2 separate regions of the Bicyclus anynana genome follow, and region 2 is linked to region 1. Evidence: chromatin contacts called from public Hi-C data. All regions are on one chromosome and are shown on one strand. The core of a region is the stretch at or near the end of the contact, and the rest is flanking DNA. Distances in the headings are between cores, read along the strand shown. Region 1 overlaps LOC112046830 (RNA-binding protein MEX3B). Region 2 holds the start of LOC112046830 (RNA-binding protein MEX3B).

Region 1 (6,515 bases), core at 1,380-3,879:
TGCAACCCTGGTAAACACATTGGTAATTTTTATCCATTATTTTTAGAAAAGAATTGAAAATTCTTGTTGAATACTTTTTTAATTATTAATCAAAGGCGGTTTATGGTATAAACAAACCTATTTTTTTATTTGGCTTTACGGGTTCTAGCTCTTTTGAGCATTATATTTAATGTGGTACTTTTCCTAAATATGTCATGACGTCACAACAAAGCCTATATCGGACGTGGAACGTCTAGACAATGTCAAATAGAATCTTAGATTACCATAATTATTCAGCGAACTGCAATAAAGTTCTAAATATAGCTGTATATTATTATATCTTTGGGATAATGGTAAAATTTTCTAGAAAATTCCAACATGAAATATTAGTAAAGAGTTCATAACTTGTTTCTAGAACCATTTGTAACTGAGTCATCAACACGCCAGCGAGGACGGTTACCTCTCGATCTATAGAGGCGATTCGAGCCAGACGAATAGCAAGATGAAGTGAACCAGACAAGAAAAACTGGTCAAGGTAGACTCAGAACACATAAGATAGTGTTCTGTATATTTGTAAATAAAATACTCTCCAACAAATACATACACACGTACCATCACGCCTCAATCATCAGGCATAGACCACACCCTTCCACTTGCATATCTCCCTTCCTTTTTCATTTCTCATAAATCCTTTTAAACAATTTCGTCGGTGCTTATACTTGGTTAAAAGTACCCTAAACTGACAAATCAAAACCATGTATTATAAACTTCTTTGGTTCTTGCTACAAACTCATTTTATACAGAACAGTAATGATTTTTAATATAACTTAATCGAAAGCTGTTAATGAATTTATAATACTTTACGAGTAAATGCCACCCACCAGACGCACTAAATAATTTGTATGTTAAAAAACAAAATGGTTGTAACATAAGGATGTTTATATGTTTGACAACGGAATCCTAAAAACCTGTAGGGATAGACAAAGACAATTCCTTTTAACAGGTGTTTTGTACTTAAAAGGTTCTGCAAGAAGTCTAAAAGTTCAAAGCACTCCAAAGACCTTTACTACGCAAACTATCTTCAAAATCGTGTCCAAGTAGCCAATTATAATTACAGATAAAATCGTATGATGTTTTCGGTCTTAGAAGTAGATCGTCATGTCAATTTCCTTGAACATCAAAATTTGCGCATAAGTTATGTAACCTTCTAGCTTTGACCTCACGTATTCGCGATCGTTGAGGCGGAAACGCGGAGTCAAATTTTTGTTCGCGCTATCGGACACTATATCAACAACTGAGTTCATGGTGGCCTAGTACAGCGGTCATCTCAATATTAATATGTATATAGAAATGTAACACTCTTGCGCTTTGTCTTGAAGCCTAATATTGCGTGAGACTTAAAATAATCGTGACTATGTTGTTCATAAGTCGCCTCACATTCCTCAAGAATACCTAAAGCAACTTTGATTTTTCGCCGACGCAAATAAAAACGTGCTATCGTTATTTTTCTAGACACAGACAAAAAACGCACATTTGTCTAAAAAGTTCACTACATATTTTAAAAAAGAACAATTCGTTTTCATTAAAGGTCTATGTCACGGCTGGCCCGGGTTGATCAACCGATAAGAAATTTTATCTTGTAAAGTAAATCCCGCCCCACGAAAATATTACAAACATTGCGTAACAAACAACCAAAAGAAGTTTTAATTCCGTTTTACTTTGATTTTCGTCTTTCCGTAACATTTATAAAATCACTAAAATAAATTACTCAAAATACCTCTATTAGGTTAAAACATGTTTATATGTCATTAATTAACACGTAATTAGCACAATTTTTTTTAAACATTCGAACCTAAGCATGTAAAATGTGTCTTGACATAAAACCTTATTCTGAGAAAGCATAGAGGATACAACCTACGTGAATAGGACGTTAGTAGAGTCATAGAGCAGCTGAACAATGGAAACGAACTAGGAATTCAGAATATTATTATTAGAAGGAAGCGCCCGCAACACCCAACTGTTTTACAAGTACCAGGCGTTTATGAGCTATCAGGAGCTCGGTAACCGGCGAGGCGATTAGGAGCGCACCGTGAGAGCTGGCGGCAGGCCAAGCGGGCCAGTACATTCACCCATAAGAACACCTCGTAAAAGATAATTAACGATTGTTTTTACGCGTATACGCCACGATACTTGAAACAATTTGACTGTTACTTTACTCAGCGTGCCTTATCATTGTACGAAACCGCCGATTTGTTGACTTTGCGGGCGCGGTGACAAATTCGATGCTAATTCAGCCTTGGCCTTGGACATAAAGTTTTTGTCTCCGGTTGTAATATTATTGCCGATCCTGAATTCTGTTATAATACATACATCCATAATACGATTAAAATAGTAAAACCGCTGATGCTATTAAACGGACTTTAAACTCTTTAAACTTCGTTAAGAAGTGCATAAAATTAACACGTTCGAATATATCTTAGTTTGCTTTTGACACCACCATTAGCCATGCCTCCAATACTATTGACCTAATATCACAAATCTCTTACGTCATGGATGTAACCGTAAAATCGTTTACACGAATATAGCCCTTGCTGTCTCAATCTCACGATACACTTTCGATTGCTGAGTGTGTACTTAAACATACCAAGTACGTAGGAATACGTAATTTCACACCTGATTCATAACTGCGGAGATCATTGAACTACCCATAAATAAGAGCGCGATCACTGAAACGAACTAAAATTAGATAACTACTCTGAGTACATTAAGGTAAAAATACGCAACCAAAAAACGGCCGCGAAACTATAGAAAAAATAATCAAGTAGCGAAACGAGGAACGACATTTGTCAAGGTCGATTATATTAAGTTCAAATCCACAATTTTTTGATAGAATTTTACCCAAAGTTATTTTAATACTTAAAGTTCGAAACAATAGTTTTCTTTTCTATAGATGTTTTGTTATATGGCTTAAAATCATTATCAAAGAAGAAAATCTGTTTTACGTTTTATTAATTTAGCTACTTTAGAAGGACATGTTACAAAATAGGATGGACGGAGGAGGGGATTTGTGGACACAAATAATTGAGTGCCCCATTCAGACCGCGTATTTGGGTCAAACAACCTGAAAGGCTGTCACAGCGTTTCATATTTTCGTATAATTGAAACTTCTTATGGACATGTGCTCCCGGTATTTCGTCATGTAAACATGTTGTAATTAATTCTAGAAGTGGTCTTCACCCAACCATTATTCAACCAACCTTATCATCGTCATCATTAACAGCCTATATTCGGCTCACTCTTGAGCACGAGTCTCCTTTCTGAATAAGAGGGATTAGGATAATAGTCTACAATGTTAGCCCAATGCGGATTGGAAGTTTTCACACACGTAGAGAGCTAAGAAATTCTCAGGTGTTCAGGTTCCTCACGATGTTTTTCCTTCACCGTTTGAGACACGTGATATTTTATTTCTTAAAATGTACATAACTGAAAAGTTGGAGGTGCATGCGGCGGTCCAGATTCGAACCTACGCCCTCCACAACGAAGGCAGATGTCATATACACGGGGCAAGTAATCCAAAAAGACTTCAATACTGACGAATTCGTGGGCGTCCGCCATTTATTAATACGAGTACAAGCGGCACAGGAAATATTCGTTTCATCGCTCGTAACGTGTCTCGTAAAGCATAGCGTATGAAACCTCGCGAATTTATTGAGTGTACTCGTGTCCAGACAAAAATTTATGTGTCATTGTATGCAATTGTAGCGTCATTGACAACGGGGCTGAGGACTCGTTTGTGATGATTTTGACGCCTCTCAAAGTAAAAATCTCTGGTGTAAACCGACAAAAAATGCCGTCAATTTTAGCGATACTATTCCATTCGTTCGTTATCAACCCATATTCGGCTCACTGCTGAGCTCGACTCACCTCTCAGAATGACAGGAGTTAGGCCAATAGTCCACCATCAATAGGCCCGATGCGGATTGGCAGACTTCACACATGCAGAGAATTGAGAAAATTCTCTGGTATGCAGGTTTCCTCACGATGTTTTCCTTCACCGTTAGAGACACGTGATATTTATTTTCCTAAAATACTTACACATAACTGAAAAGTTTGAGGTGCAGGCCTGGACCGGATTCGAACCCACACCCTCCGGAATCGGATTTAGAGATCATATCCACTGGGCTATCACGGCTCATACAATTTCGTTATTATAAAGATATTCTATACAAAGAAAAATGAATTATTATCACTCTGAACCCTGAAATATTTAAAAAGACGTTCCTGTATTTTTCAAGCAATTAATTTGTCTGTGTCAATTAATGTGTCATTTGATAGGACAGGACTTACTTATCGGTAGGATCGCCTCAAAACACAAATCTCCAAAACTGCTGTTGGGATTTTTATGCGGTTTTGATAATAATTTGATACAGAATAATTATCATCTTCGATTTATAAACATCGTCAAAAACCATGGCCAAAGTCGCTATTGTATCACTAGTTTTACAATAAATTGTGAGGCCATAGACCTATCCTAATAGGGGCTCACTGATGACGTCACAGTGTCTCAAAGGTGTGCGGACGCAAGGCCGCGAAATGATCTTGACCGTTAACTTTGAATATATCGCGAATCTATTGATGGCTGTTAGATCATAATTAGCATAAACTCAATAAAATGAACAATTTTACATAATTCACACGTTTGACAAATCAATACAATATAAATAAAATTTAAGCGTCCGTCTGTGATTTCCAAATAACTGTGTTATCTCAAGTAGTTATAAGTTACTAACGGACCCGGTCAAGCTTCGCTTTGACTCATTCCCTACCCCCATTCTATTCTACTACCACCCTACCCCTATACCTACCCTACTCTACTCTACCCTAACTCTACCCCTAGGCAACCCTATCTCTACCCCTACCATATCCCAACCCTACCCCTACTGTACCCTACTCAACCCCTACCCTCAAATACATTAAAAGCGGTTCGTTTGTGTTAAAAAATTTGCTTTATGGCTTTGGTTTTTTTACTTGTTTTAAGAAAAAAAATCTCCATTTATACTTTTAGTTGAATTATTAATGTCGGGCCGCCGCCAAGGTTAAATGGTAGCTCCAACTCACGTCTACATTACTCGTTTGTCGAAATGTTAAAAGATTTCATTGACACCAGATGCTAATGTAGCTAAAGGATACAAAAAGATAATAAGTATAATAATTATATCCTTTTATAAATGGCTTTAATTTTCTTCAAATGAACTAGCTTTTTCCATCGATTCTGTTATAAATTTCTGATTTTAGCTTCTCTCTTACCTTCATAAACTGATTTTCAGTGTCGTGCACTTCTTAGATGAAAAATGTTGGTTACGATTTAACTTACCGACTTTACCATAGATTTCAAAAATGCTTTTACTATTAGAAATTTACACTTTATTCATCCACTGAATCGATTTGCCACATTCTATAGGCCCTGGGCCTATAGTGGGCTGTTAAAATAGGCTTAACAATGATGAATAAAAAAAAATATTTATTTATAAAACGGTGTTCTTTTCCGAGGTTGTTCGTGCTTTTATCCCCGAAGGCAACGCGTCCGCGACGGTGAAGGGCGCTAGATGTCACCTAGAGAGAACCTTGTCATTCTTTACATACGGGGTGCTCTTCTGGGCTTACTTTCCATTTTTATTTACTTTTAAATTGACGACTTGTTTACGCTGCTTGATTTTTTAAATTTCCACTCAATACAAGAACAGTTTAGGAATTTTCCGTTTTATCAATAAACTCACAGGTTTGAAGTAATTTTGCCAGTTTCAAGTTCATAATCATCATTATCAACCCATATTTACTACTAAGCTTGAGTCTCCTCTCAGAATGAGAAGGGTTAAGCCAATAATTCACCACGCTGACCCAATGCAGGTTTCCGCAGGATGTTTTTCCTACACCGTTCAAGACGATATTTAATTTCTTAAAAATGTGTACAATTAAGAACAACCTAAAACAGTCAGGTGACAATATGAAGGCAAAAAAATATCATACACAATTCCTGCAACAGCTGATGTTATCAGCCACAATAAAGTGACGTCACAAGTACATTAGGTATTTTTGAATCCGGTTAATTTGGGGTGTATGTCCCCATTCAGAGATGTTTAATACCCACATTGTTCTAGGTCACCTACGTGTGCAGAATGCTCATGTGGTATATTAAAATAACTAGTTTGGCTGGCTTAGACAAATCGTTGATGACTATCTGATAAACATAAGAAATGAGCTTATTTTTTACTCATTGTAATTTGTAACTGACGACCTCTCTGCCGCGGTTAGTAATGCTGGGCTTCTAGACAAAAATGTCGTTGGATCGACTCTCAGCTGGGGTCAATTTTTAATTTCACATTTGCTCAGGTTATAAATCAAACAACGTAACATTATTCGTCATTAACAACCCATAATCGGCTGACTGTTAAGCACGAGTCTCCTCTCAGAATGAGATGGGTTAGGCTAATTAATAGTCTACCACGCTGGCCCAAAGCGGATTGGCAGACTCTAGG
Region 2 (6,544 bases), core at 1,826-4,325, 60 kb before region 1:
CTTTACTTACTTATCTTGAACGAGCCGTGATATCCTAGTGGACCTATGCTTTTGATTCGGAAGTCGTAAGTTCGAATCCGTTCCGGGACATGCACCTCGTTATGTGCAATTTAAGAAATTAATCACGTGTCTCAAACAGTGGAGGAAAACATCGTGAGAAAACTTATACACCTGAGGATTTTCTTAATTCTCTTCCTGTGTGAAGTCTGCCAGTCTGCATTGGACCTGCGTGATGGACTATTAGCATAACCCATTTCATTCTGAGAGGAGACTCGCGCTCAACGATGAGCCGGAAATGGGTCGTTAATGATGATGATGTACTTTACTAATCTTAGAGTAGGCTTATGAACTTTGAGCCTTCATAAAATGAAGTATGTTTGGCTACATCGCAGGCTTTTACTCCAATTACTGTTTTGATGTCATATCAACGATGGCACCATCGAGTGAGTACTAGGTATGTAGCAAGATGAAGATCTACCTGCATACATAATCAGTGGTACATATTAATTTGACGTCATTGCACATAGCACGTACGTAAGTTGTTGGTTCTCGTAGCACCGTACACGTAGTAAGTACATACACTCGTAGCTCGTAGCGGGGGAGGCGCGGTCAAGGCGATACAGTGACCTCTGACAGTTGAAACTGCAAACTGCAGGTGACTCCTACTTACTATTGACTCTTCATTATGCTCTGGTAAGGCCTCATTCCTTATATGAGAGGGTAATGGAGTTTAGATCCACCATGCCGCTTTAATATGGGCTGGTGATAATGTTTGACATTTAGAATTCGAGACACGATGAACTTCCATCAACTTCCCAAACCGGACTGAGACATATACAACAATACTTTACTGAACGAAAGGCTCAGTAGGTACCAGATAACACGACCCAGGACTCGACCCAAGGATCTCCTGATTCAAATAGGCTAACCATTGGACCAACGAAGAAGTTTTATGTAATGTACACGTTCAATGTCCATGTATTTTACAAAACTTTTTAGGGACATGTGGCGCATTGTGTATTCCCGCAGCTGGATAATATTTTTAGTGATGAACCCATGTTTCTAGTCATTTCATTTATTCTCAACCTATATTCGGCTCACTGCTGAGCGCAAGTCTCCTAACTTAATGAGAGGGGTTAGGCTAATAGTCCATCACACTGGCCCAATGTGGATTGGCAAACTTTACACACGCAGACAATTAAAATTCACACAACTGAAAAGTTGGAGGTGAATGCCCCGAACCGGATTTGAAGCCACTCCCTCAGGAATCAGAGGCAGAGGTCCACTGGGCTATCAAGGCTCTCGTTTTCCAGTGTCTGGGTGTATTTATAGATTATATAAGTATATATTATATATAGATTATATATATGATAAAATCCGCTATCTTAGTATCTTTGACACAGGCTATGCGTATTATGTAAGTAGGTATATTTATTTACTCATTTATTAATTGGTCAATTTTTTACTTGATAATTTTTTTGCAATGGCAATAATATTAAAAGCTCAAGTTATAATTTCTACTTGATCTGCCGCTAAGTATCATACAGTAACAAGTAACATACTTAAGAAATAAACAACAAAAACTTTGAAGCAATACTCGAACTTATAATAACAATAGTAACGGGCAACCCTAACTGCTTGTATAGTCAAAGAGTCTGAATGGCATCTTCAAAAGCTTTGTGAACAGAGGGTTTGTATAGTTGACTGCTGTTACCGGGCAGAGGTACCTACCTATCTACTAACTACCTACTACCTACTACCCGTGAATACAGTCACATGTTAATAGCTTTGAGCGGTAGGTATTTTATGGTCAGCATTACATACATTCAATCGACTCGGAGAGCGAATTTTCGAATCCAGTCCGGGACATGCACCTCCAACAGTTCAGTTATGAATATTATTATACAGCCGTGATAGCCCAGTGGATATGACCTCAGCCAACGATTCCGGAGGGTGTAGGTTCGAATCCAGTCCGGGGCATGCACTTTTAAGTTATGTGCATTTAAAAAAAATAAATATCACGTGAAACGTGAAGGGAAAATATCGTGAGGAAACCTGTACACCTGAGAATTTTCATAATTTTCTGCGTGTGTGAAGTTTGCCAATTCGCATTGAGCCAGCGTGGTGGACTATTAGCCTAATTCTTAGAGGAGAAATTCTTTCTAAGTTGGATAGATAAATTATTATTTATCGAAGTAAGCTATAGACTTGACATTTTTTTTAATATGATGATTTTGACATTATGTTAAAGTTTAATAGTTTAGGTTACAAGGTTGATTAATCTTAGAGGTCCAAAATTCAATTTTCGCTGGTATGTCTGTTACCTAGGTACCTATATTAAGCGCATTTTCGTGCAAAAATTATGTGTTGTTATAATAAGCCTAAAAATAATTCGACTTCTTGTTAGTCAAGTAGGTACTCACTTAGTTAGGTACTAAGTCGTAGGTATAGGTTTCTTTCTAAAATTTTCAGTTGCACGGAAAGCCGAGCACTTCAAGCTTAATATATCTTTGTAGTGTGTAGGTTACTATAATGTTTATTTTGAAATCAATTAATTTGATAATTCCGTCTACTAAGGTAGTTTAGGTACCTTTTACCGTACCGGGAAATTATTGATTCCCCATTACTTAGGTTTACTTTCCAATACAGTAGTCATTCATTGCAACATATTTATTTAAACTTCTAAAAACCTGATAAACTTTTGACTTCGAGTACCTATTTGATAAGTCGTCGTAGTAGGTCGGTCGTTTATCATTTAATCACTACTTACGAAGTGTCGACTGTCGAGCGCGGTATAATTACCTGCGATGTGTCAACGGCTAGCGTGGAGTGCGGTGCGGCGTGCGGCGTGCGGTGTGCGGCGGTGCGGCCGGGCGGCGTGCGGCGTGCGGACGTCGCGACGGCGGCAGGGCGGGCGGAAGCTGCGTCGCATCGCATCCCGCCCGGCGAGCGGCGTGCGGTGGCGCCCGGTGCAGCGCGCCCCCTGCCGCCACCCGCCGCCCCGCGCCCCGCGCCGCGCCGCCCCGCCCCGCGCCACGAGGCGCGTGCGCCCGCCGGCCGGCCGGCGACTCAGTTCACCGCCGCGCCGCGACTCGAGCATACGCGTGTTGCGTTACACGATCCCACGCGGCGAAACGATCGAACGCGGCTCCACCGTACAAGTGACTCGAGAGGGAACCTCTCGTAAACCGACAAGATTGCGTCTCAAGTGGAAATGCCGTCGAGCCTGTTCGGAGAGCTGGGCGGCGGTGGGCTGGTGGAAGACCAGCGCGCCTACGCGCTCGCACTGGAACTCAGCATGCTGAACTTTGGGGATGCCCTGCCGTCAGCGAACCCGCTGGCGAGCCCGCTCGGATTCGCGCCGCCGCCCGACGACCGCGCCAAGAAATCCCAGAACATGACGGAGTGTGTGCCCGTGCCATCTTCGGAGCACGTCGCGGAGATCGTCGGCAGACAAGGTAGGCTCCCCGCACGTGCGCCGGCTTGGAGGTTATGTTCGATCTCCGAGCGGCGTTCGAGACAATTTTGTTTGTTTACCCGCATCGCAGTCACCGAGTGCCGCAAGTCCGCAGTCTCGGGCGCTGTACTTCGTAGCTGTAACTTTCATGCCGTAGATCGTAGCTTGGTAACGTAGGCGAATATACGTAGAAATCAAATAGACCGTGCATAATGAATAAACGATTGTGCATAGTGATTTCCCATGGTGCAGGCGGTCCTAAACGAAACGTCTCGATGCCACAGTGCGGCGAACGCCCGACCGATTGCTCTGTGAAAAAACTACGATCTCCTAATTAAAAGGCAGGGCCGAACAAAAAATTAGACCCTTAGGGATGTTGGTAGTTTTTCTGAAGAGTATCGTAAAAAATTCCGACAAAGCGGTGAACGCCGCCTTATCTGGGACTAATTTTTTGAAATGTGCACCGGATTTGCGAAAAAAACTAATTGCACGGTCGTTTGGTGAGATTCTTTCGTGAGTTATTTTCTCCACGTTAATGGCGTATCGTGTAGTTGCGGTTTTTATAGCTATCTACCCTCGTATCAATCATTAGTTCCACGCATATTTTTTCCATGCACCTTTTGCTATTTTTATTTTATAGGTTATTCATGCATGCTGCGAAAATGGAGCGTCTAACTATACCTAACATACGAGTAGCATTTATTAGTTCGTAGGTATGTACCTACTTATGTTACCTACCTACATAGTTTCTTTAAGTTACGTAGGTAGGTAGTAGATATTTCTATTAGTAAAGATTTACGATACAGACGAAAGTTCAGATAAAAAGGAAGGGTAGGTGGGTCCTACCTACCCGCGAACTACGAGTTTAATGTTGGCCACTGACGAAAAAACGGATCGTGTGTTGGTCGCGATGTGCATGTCATGATGCCGATCGCGACGAATACGTTACGATCAGTTTTATCGGACGTCAAGCCGTTAGCACTGCAGGCATGTGAAATTAATTGATCGTCAGTGGCTGACATTACGTTGTTTTAAGGTAGATGTAGGTACTTACGACAAAGAATAAGATCCCTGCGTACTGTATTTCTTGTAGGTATTTGGATTGTAAAAAAATGCTTTGCTTTTACCGAAGTTACCCATTCGCTATTTTTATAGTAGGTATTTAGGTAACTAGATACCTAATCCACGTGCAAGAGTGTGGTACGTGTAGGTAACTAGGTTATCGTTTGTTGCTACAGCTTGGGCCCACCACGCTCTAATACGTTGCAGCAAGCTTAGGGGCGTGGGCAGTGATAAAAATATCGAAACCATCCCCTTAACACTATTTCGATATATTTTCACTCCCATATCCCTAAGCGCACTGTAGACTTAATGATACTTGAACGTGTGTTGCTGTCATTAGTTTGTTAAATGTAGTTTTAAGTGTAACTAGGTAGATAGGTGGTACCTAGGAATTGAAAAAAAATACCACCAACATTTACCTTATTAATCATTTATTGACCTTCTAGTAAACCAGTTTCTTTTGTTAGCTGTAGTTTTCGAGTGTTTTATTAACTTAATTACCGAATTTTATCAGACGTACGTAGGTAGGTAGGTACATTTGCATTTATTGTGATCCTATTCTAGGTTTCAACCTACTAAAATACCTAAAGTTGCAAAATGTATTAGTAGGTCTTCTATTTTCGGATAATAGTTTAGATTTGGCTGTAATTGTACTGATAGATATGTTTGTGTGAAATTACAGGAGCGTTAGCAAAACAGTAACATTTTTGTAAAATATCTTCTGTCTGTAATAATTTAACAACGCATTTCTGTGGTGCTGACGGTCCTCTAGTTTTCATACGAATCTACATATACAAATTAGTCCAACGGTTAGCATATGCGGCTTCGGACCATTAACTTAAGGGTTCAAGTCCGTATTTTGTATTTTTCTTCTATTCAATTCTCAACAGCAGATTCTGTAAATCCAGTGACTCAGAGATCACGGTAAGCCTTCGATCTATGATATTATCATTAACATCTTATAGTGAACGTTACGCTAGCTACACACGATCATGTTAACCGCCTAGTCTAGCTGGCCTATTCACTAATTTGGTATTTATTAACAAACCTATTAAAATCAACTGAGAAATGTCATCTACATACTGTTGATTACAATATGTACGAAGGGTTGTCAGTAGGCAGCGGATGAAATTTGATAAATACAATCTCAATTTCGTACTAACACGCCTACAAATCGTATATGTCAAAATTAGTGAATTAGCCTGCAGAACCCTTAGGGATGCAGTTAAAATTTTAAAATATGGAAACCATACGAAATTATTTCCCTGCTACAAGCTTAAGCATCCTGCAAACTCAACGATAAACTTGATCGTGTGTGGCTAACATTGTGGAATCAAACATCACTAAGCCCACCAGGCACTAACCCCACTAGGAGTAGCGTAGTGGGTCCAAACCATAGAAGTTGGCATGCATATTGTATAGGCAATCTAAAGTGTTTTTCAGATAGCATGGGTTTTTTTTTAGATCGCAGCAAACTTTCATTAGTGAAACGAGCTATCACCTGCACCATCCTACATGAAACGAATTGTAAAATAATAAAATATATTTTGAACTCCACTTGGGTACTAACTACGAGGTACCTACACGTGTAGGTCAAACATAGCGAGTAACTTTTGTATAACTTCCTATGATCGAAATTGTTTGTTGAACAATTTCGATGTATGAACTTTGTACACGTGTACAAAACCGATGACAGTACCTAGTATTTGTATTTCCGTTTCAATTTTAGAATTCGTCCATTCGTCCAGGTACGAGTTTCTGTTTGTTCTTTTTTCTGTCGCTATTTCATTTCCTGGTATTTAAATACATACGAGTAGGTAAATACCTATGTCAGGAAAGTTAATTTTCATAATAAATTCTTCGGTTCAAAAAAATTAAAATAATTCTTTCAAAATCGAAATCTTAACTAATATTTCGGTTACAAATAGACTTCGAAACGACTGGACCGATTTTATAAATTCCTTCACATATGGAAAGCTACATTATCAGCTAGTAACATATGCCATATGTAACCCTCCTCTTCCT

What was found. Hi-C and Micro-C count contacts between places; a contact is called where the count stands out from the background.
Region 2: a Hi-C map of whole body shows a contact between it and region 1, with 2.0 times the contacts expected there. The contact joins the promoter of LOC112046830 here to the enhancer-like site in region 1. A contact is called at or near these places in 2 of 2 Hi-C or Micro-C datasets (whole body and whole larva).

What each region holds. Positions count from the first base shown.
Region 1 is chr17:3,194,580-3,201,094 of ilBicAnyn1.1, reverse strand. The region is part of intron 1 of LOC112046830 (RNA-binding protein MEX3B); the gene reads left to right. Among protein-coding and RNA genes, the nearest start is that of LOC112046830, 61 kb to the left of the region's middle. Within about 2 kb of position 2,629, at least 8 of the 8 cell types and tissues checked have open chromatin away from gene starts, as enhancers often do.
Region 2 is chr17:3,255,274-3,261,817 of ilBicAnyn1.1, reverse strand. LOC112046830 (RNA-binding protein MEX3B) reads left to right here and starts at 3,075. Exons shown (of 2, transcript XM_052886416.1): 1 at 3,075-3,458. The coding sequence starts at 3,215.